Regions from separate parts of the Mus musculus genome. Here region 2 is linked to region 1. The links are chromatin contacts, called in public Hi-C maps. All regions are on one chromosome and are shown on one strand. Each heading gives the region's core, a stretch centred on a gene start, on an enhancer-like site or on the middle of the called end of the contact. The rest is flanking DNA. Distances are from core to core; before and after follow the strand shown. Region 1 overlaps Bank1 (B cell scaffold protein with ankyrin repeats 1). Region 2 has its middle 8.6 kb from the start of Gm4861.

Region 1 (3,650 bases), core at 386-2,885:
GTTAGTGCATATTAGGTTATTTGGTCTATTTAGGCTATAGAGTCTATTCTTGAAAAAGACAAATGTCCAAATGAATACTAGAAGTCAAAATGATTCCACTGGTTTGGCATGTTGGTGTGACTATAGTGGTCTTCAGCTCTACTCCGCATGATAAATGATGGTTCCTAAGGTATTTCATCAAATGCTGAAAGCAAGAACACACTAGGAAAATGGTTCTACCTTTGATTGGCGTCTACAGCTGACTAAAGAAACACCCAAGCTAGTCTCATTTACAGATCTATAAAAGGGGCCTCTGATACAAGTTATGGAATTTGTCTTATTTGTCCTTCCTGGTGCCATGAGAACAACATCCCCACAGGCAATATGATGAGGGGCCTTTCCTGTTCTTGTTAATGAAAATAATTGATTTTACTGTGGCATAGTTGTTTTGGGATAAGATACAAACTTCAAAGTTAAATCAATCAAACTCAGTTGTTTGTATCTGACCTGCGAGGCCTCCTGCAGATCCCCACGATTTCTTTAAATCTTAACTAATCTTAGTGGTTAACTAAGTTGAAGTTAATCAATACCGGGTTTCTTAGGTAGACTGTAGAACTTATCACCATCAGATTGTCTTCGGGCTGCCTTTTGTTGGAACACTGTAAAAAAACATAGAACATAAAAGTTTATTAGGCAAAGGCATTTAAGAATATGAAATATACCATGGGTGCCTCCATGAAGACAGAGTGCAAAGTATCATTTTCCTTAATAACAGTATCTGAACTATATTCATTTCCAAGTACAAGGTTTTTCTTAGTAATATTATCTGAACTGTATTCATTTTTGAGTATAAAGATTATAAAATTTGTAATTTTCTCATGTGTGCAGTTTATCGGTAATTTTGGAAAGCATTTTCTTTGGGCAGAGTCTGTTAATGTTGATGGGATGCATTCCTAAGCCGATTCCTTCTTGATATCAGATGAAGATAAAAAGCTCCATTTTTTAGAAGTGATAAAGGCTAAACCCACATGAGGGTAAAGGTTCATTTGCGTAGAGACTACTCACTCAAATCAGGCTTATGGGTGATAAGCAACTAAAGAGAAGCCTGTTGTGTTCCACAGATGTAATAATAAAAGAGGCACTTTACTCTTGCGTCATCTACCCCAACCTCAGACCTATTAAAGCAGCTTGTTTGAATTACTTCATTATCTGAAAAGTGCTTTGTTCTCATTTATTATTTCGCACATGAAATTCTGGGAATTAAGTCAGCATTACTCACCCTGTTTTGCAGATGAAAGGTAAAATTCAGTGTTTAATATTTATTAAGCACCCACAAAGTTCTGGATACTTTTGGGTATTTGTTAATGAAATAGAGCAGGTCCTTGACTACTTCACTTTTTGGAAAATGAGCATCCGGAGTTACATTTATTTTTTTATGGGCAGTCTGAATTATGGGGTTTGGGAACTCGAAGAGGCCTGGGAGATTTAGTCCAGCCTCATATGTTTATAGACGAGGAAGTAACCAGCTTGTAAAAGAGCTACGTGAATTTTGAAATGATCCCAGAGTTGTTAGCAGAGAAATGATTTAGACCCTTAAGCCTTAGCCTTCAGCCTCTTGCTTCCTCCCGACAGTGTCTACTTCTTAGTAACTATTCCCTTTTAAAGTTAGAGGAGGAGGCTGGGAGGAGTTACAGGAGCAAGGCTGTGCTCTTGTTCCTGGCATCTCAGCAGGATCTTCCTATAAAAGGAGACAGCTGCCTGGCACTTGGCCACTGTGACCTGGGGAAACAGGTCCATGACGAGATCGTGGAGTTCTGCTGTGGTTTTGCTCTTACTTAAACAACACTAATATCAAGGTCATATATGGGCTTAATCAAGAATACATACATTCAACTTTAAAAAAAAAACAAATGTCTCAAATCAAATCAACATTTATTAAACACTTAATGTCTTAGATGATGTCAAGAGAAAGATTATTCCTCTCTCTGTCCCCAGGAGGAGTGAATATACTGTCAAATACGATGCATTTGGGAAAAACTATACATCTAAAGTAACATCTCTGGTTGAAAATCAGTTCTCTTTATACATCCTGGGTTTGTTGTGTTTTTCCTAAATAAAACACAATGAGGGGTATTTGTCATGTGACTATATTTTAGGATATTAGATTCCACCCCCTCCTCCCAAGTCCTATTTGCTGTTTTCTTCCGTTAGTTCTACAGTTGCCCTAGCATAAAGTGATGACAGGCAGCCCATGTTTTTGCTAATATTGTTTAGATGTAATGGAGAGTGCCTAAGACTGAAACACTGTAACCTGGCATCGTTAATATGGGAAATGACTTGAACTCAAAGGCTAATGCAAACAGTCATGTCTCCAATTAAACAGCAGGTTACTTAAAAGTTTGTGGATTCTGCTGAGGTTTGACACTGCAGAACATTTGCAAAGTAGACTTCTCTTCCCAGCTTTCTTGGTGTGAAGTTTGCTGTAAATCCAATTTACCCTGGATACTGTTTTGAAATACTTTCTGCTGGCAACAAATGTTTGGCCATGTGATGAACAGTTAATGCTGATCTTGACCTTCAGTTACTAGGCATTAGTGTTATTTCTCTAGAGTTGAACCAGGGTCAATCTGGAGTCGAGAGCTGGCCAACTACTAGGATTGGTGGTGGTGTGAGGAGATGCTGATAACAGAGATGTAGGTGGAGGTAGGAAATAGATTGCAATGCTAAGTCCTAGTAATGTCTAATCTGACTTAGAATTCCTTACCTCACCCCCACTGCACCCATGTGCCTTTCCTTCCCCCTGAGCTTACTGATAAGTTTCACATCTTGGCAGAAATTTAGACTTAGCAAATAGTCTTCTCAATGTGTTTAAAGTTCAGAAGCATTTTTCACATCCCACATAGCCACGAGGAAAGACCTACTATTTGTAGTCAGAGGGCGTGGACTAATAGAAAAAGTAGAAAGTTGAGTCACAGAGCAGAATGATTTTTCAAATGTATCGACAATGCTGACTCTATCTATATGCTGGATTCTTGGTAAGCACTGTTTCAAATGCATTTTACCCAGTCAGTGTTCAAGGCATGGTACCAATGCAATTTCTGACATGTCAATTTGGATAACCTTTACCCAGTGTAATCTTATTTTTCTCTTGCTAACTGTAGTTAGAATTTGAAAAGAAAAAAAAAACATGAACACAGTATATATCTTGTCTTTACCTTTAAACACAAGAAACCAGGAGAGGGGAAAAAAATCAACAAAACAAGATTTGAGGTTTAAAATAATCTCAAACAATACAAATGTCCCAAATGACACCCTCATTTATTTTACATATTGGAGAAATGATGTCTGTAAAAGTTTCTCCAGAATATAAATGACATTGAATGAAAAAATTAGCATAGTGTTAAATATTCAAAAATGCTAAGCAGAGCAGAAGTAGCAGAGGAAGAGCCAGTGAACGGAACAAGTTCACTTGCACAGTTTGTCTTTCCAGACTGTTCTGCAGCAACACTACTAATGTCACGCTTGTTTACTGTCCCCTGAGAGCAAAAGAAGTCATTGAGAATGCCTCTTCCAAGAAAAATGGACAAAGCACCTCAACGTTATTGTCTGTGTGGCAAAGCTGATAAAAATCTGGGGGGAATGCAAATGTCATTCATGCGGATTCGAACTAG
Region 2 (3,650 bases), core at 670-3,169, 1.5 Mb after region 1:
TGTGGATAATGGCCACACTGCACTTTACCTAGAGAATGCCCAAATTCATACCACAATTCCCATTCTCCAGATCCCCAGGGTCAGTCACACTATCCCTCACTCAATAGACCAACTGTTCCCACATTTAACAACCCTAGAGAAGTAGGTCATATCCATTCCAAAATATATTCTGATGCAGCATCATCTCCTAAGATAGCCCCTCTCAAACTCTTGATCTTATCTTTCAATGAGCTTCATATGTGTGTGTCTGTGCATTTCTCACATATGCTTGCATGGTTTTGTTTACATAGACTCGATGATAAGTCTCCTGCCCCTCTTATTAAGACTATTATCACAGCCAGACTGGGATCTCTGGATCCCTCAGTTAGCCACATCTAAGTAGCTATCCCCTCTGCTCCTAGATGTTCTTTCTCACCCTCACCAAACTTCCAATTCATCAAATTAAAACCCAGTATTTTCTGACTGGTGTACCCTGACTCAAATCTTTCCTTCCAGGTTCTCTTGCACTACAATTGAACCTTAACCTTATCTTTTGAAATAACAATCGTGTAAACTATGCTGCAGTGATAAACCATCCAAATATCAAAAGAAGTGCAGTTTTTGTTATAACACCTATGCTTTCTGAGTAGGCTGGCTCTGTCCTCCATGGTGTCTTTAGATGAAGTGGAGGCAGCTCTGGCTGGAGCCTCATGATCTGCTCACGGAAAGGATGTCAACACCACACAATGGCTTCCTAATCTTGGGAAGATCTAATCTGCTCCTATACTTTCTTCATCAAAGAAAACAAACTGCCAGCCAAGGGATAACTCTACCATGTAGAAAACCCCAGTAAAAGTGAAATAGCAGAAAGTATTTAGAACAGATAATACAATCTCCCAACCATCACTAAAATTATGGTACAATATCAAGACTATTTCCTGTTTTTATTACTTTTTTTCCTCCAAAACACCTCAGCCCCAGCAGGACTAGCATTTTGGAGGAGCTGTGTATGTTCCAGAATGCTAAGCAGAAGTTCTGTCTCCCTCTATCTCTACCCAATAGGTGTCATGTGCTCTACATTTACCCAACGTGTCAATAAAAATGGCTCCAGACCTTGGAAAGTCTTCCCTGGAGAAGCAAAGTCACCCCTCACTGAAAATAGACTAGTCTAGAGTCTATAGAGGGAAGAAGTGAGGTCGAATCATGACAGGATCTATGTGATATTGTGCAAGTTTAATAATTTATTTTAAAATAGCATTAAAAATACAAAAAAAAATAATCTCCTGCCTTTTATGGGGAATAAAAGCATTAACTTCAGAGGCAAAGCATACCAAGTTTTGCACCTTGGTTTCATTGGTCCATAAAACACTGCAAATGTTGCTTAACTCCAATAAACCTTAGTTGTTTTTTTTTGTTTTTTTTTTTTCCCCTCTTCAGCAGGAGGCAGTAACATTTCTCTTGCAATCTTCCAGTAAAAAGTCAGTGCATGGTTTTTGGCATATGGTGTATGCTAGCAAATGACAGCTGGCAGCAATGGGAAAACTTTCTCCAAAATACATAAAAGAGGAAATGTTCACCAAAAGCCTGACACAGAGACAAACAAAACCTGTGCCCCATTGTGCATGTGCACGCGTACACACAGACACACACACATACACACACACACACACACACACAGCCAAAGGTCTTCTCAGAAGGGTGGCACCACAGCCCTGTACAATACTGTCTGCATTTGTTTCTCCATAAATAAGATGTGTTGTCAAGAAACTTGAGCTCTGTGGATTTGCCATAAAACACATATCCTTGGATATGAGCAACAGGTTTTCGTAGCACTTTCTTGGATGTCAGCAGATTCTCACAAATCAGAGCAGCAAAGTGTAAAACATATGCCCTCAGCAACCTGCCAAAAACCAATAAAAGGAACCTGCAGAGAAGCCAAAGCTGAGAGGCGGGCAGCAGGCTGGGGCTGGAAGCCTCCATAAATTCCCATGGAGATGCACTTTCAGTGAGAGCCCGAGTAAACAGAACAGTTTTAAAGGATGAGACAATTCCTCATATGGCGGCTGCACACCACACAGTCGAAAACTGCAAAATGACAGGTCACTGAGGCATTTTTAAATCCAGTCTTTGGGGACCAAGAAAGGATGACAAGTCAGTTGTTTTGTGATTAGGAAATGGACCTCCCTGTGGTGGAACTGGCCTTTCATTAGAGAGTGGCATGTTACCATGCTCTCAAGACATGGGGCATTTTGTATCCAGGTGCAAAACAATTCTGTTTGCTTGCAAAGAAGTTCACAGAATAGTAACTATGAAAATTACACAGAAGATTAAAGTCCCCTTTATAAGGCAGCAAACTATAAATTCTATTTTCAAACTAGCATGAGTCATTGTCGCGTCTAAATAGAATAACCTCCTGGCTTTGTATGCTGTTTCTCCTCCTCCTCCCCCTCCTCTTCCTCCTCCTCTTCCTCCTCCTCTTCTTCCTCCAACTCCATAAACTCTTGGGAGACTTTCAAGTTGGTAGAAAGATTTAGATCCCAATACCCTAGAGACTAGAACATTTCCCAGCACTAACACAGCAGCACAGAGTTTGCGTTCCATCAAAACTCAGATTTCAACCCAGAGGGAATTGTAACTGAGCCCCTTTCTCCAGCAAAGCTGGGGACAGCCTGCTCAGAACATTAAGCTTTCTGACTCTGCTCTTCATCCCTCAGAAATCCAATGCCCTGAGGCCTGGATCCCAGGCATCGTAGGTGGCTCTCTTCTGCACCACATAGCTAGTGCCAATACTCCAGATCCCTGCTTGCCCCAGTGCAAAGGCAGCTCTCTCCTTACAGTGTCAGAGCATCCAAAGCACTCTCAGCAAAGCGGGCTCCCAGCTCAGACTCTGAATGCATCTGTCCTCTCCTCTTGCTGCATTTCTAATCCTGAAGTGGAAATTTGGCTTAATGAGCCCCAAAGGGCAGCCTCTGCCAAGCTTACTAAATTCTAAGGAGATAATTAACCAGATAGGAAAAAAAGTTTTAATCTTGCAAACATAAAAAAGATTGATATTGTATTATGTGCAACTAAAATTGCACAAGCAAAGCATCCCCCCACCAGCATTCAATAAAATAAATTAAAGGTTAGCCCCAAACTTAGAAATGAGTACCTGTGCTGGTCAGGGTTCTGGATCAGTTCTTGAGTATTTTTAATGACTGAAAGAGTACATACAAAGATGCCCATGCATGCATGCATTTAGTCAGTAAATCTGTATTCTGACATACATATTTACTGACCAGCCACCAGCTGGTTCTGGCCCACCAGAAATAATTAGTTTGTAAGGTCCACCGGAAGTTGTGATTTGAATATTTGATATGATAAAGGATCATAACAACACATAGGTATATCTATAATTTAGGGTCAAAACATAGCAGATTGTCATTCTTTCTTTTTCTTAGTTTTTTTTTTTCCCTGACTCACAACTTCAAGAGGGTCACCAACCAGACATGCGCACTTTCTTCTTGCTTCTTTTCCTTTTTGTGTACTTTCTCACTCACTCATCTGTAAGATTTGCTACATAGAATCCTTCTTCATAAAGTAGTTTGCTGCATCTTCAGAGCTGAGACACTTTGCAGAAGAAAGAGGGTTTGATTAAAGTGAGGGAAGCCAATGCTTTGCAGCAAAAGACC

Evidence for each region. A called contact is a pair of places that touch in the nucleus more often than the background predicts.
Region 2: a contact with region 1 is called in a Hi-C map of uterus, with 11 times the contacts expected there. The contact joins two enhancer-like sites. A contact is called at or near these places in 3 of 39 promoter capture datasets (the 3T3-L1 cell line, the SN4741 cell line and hippocampal neurons) and 1 of 484 Hi-C or Micro-C datasets (uterus).

The regions. Positions count from the first base shown.
Region 1 is chr3:136,082,601-136,086,250 of GRCm38.p6, forward strand. It overlaps Bank1 (B cell scaffold protein with ankyrin repeats 1), which reads right to left. Exons shown (of 17, transcript NM_001033350.3): 11 at 570-638. Among named protein-coding and RNA genes, the nearest start is that of Gm31243, 180 kb to the left of the region's middle. Within about 2 kb of position 1,636, at least 10 of the 459 cell types and tissues checked have an H3K27ac peak or open chromatin away from gene starts, as enhancers often do. A contact at or near this core is called in uterus, where this site is marked.
Region 2 is chr3:137,559,407-137,563,056 of GRCm38.p6, forward strand. No RefSeq gene overlaps it. Among named protein-coding and RNA genes, the nearest start is that of Gm4861, 8.6 kb to the left of the region's middle. Within about 2 kb of position 1,920, at least 41 of the 459 cell types and tissues checked have an H3K27ac peak or open chromatin away from gene starts, as enhancers often do. A contact at or near this core is called in uterus, where this site is marked.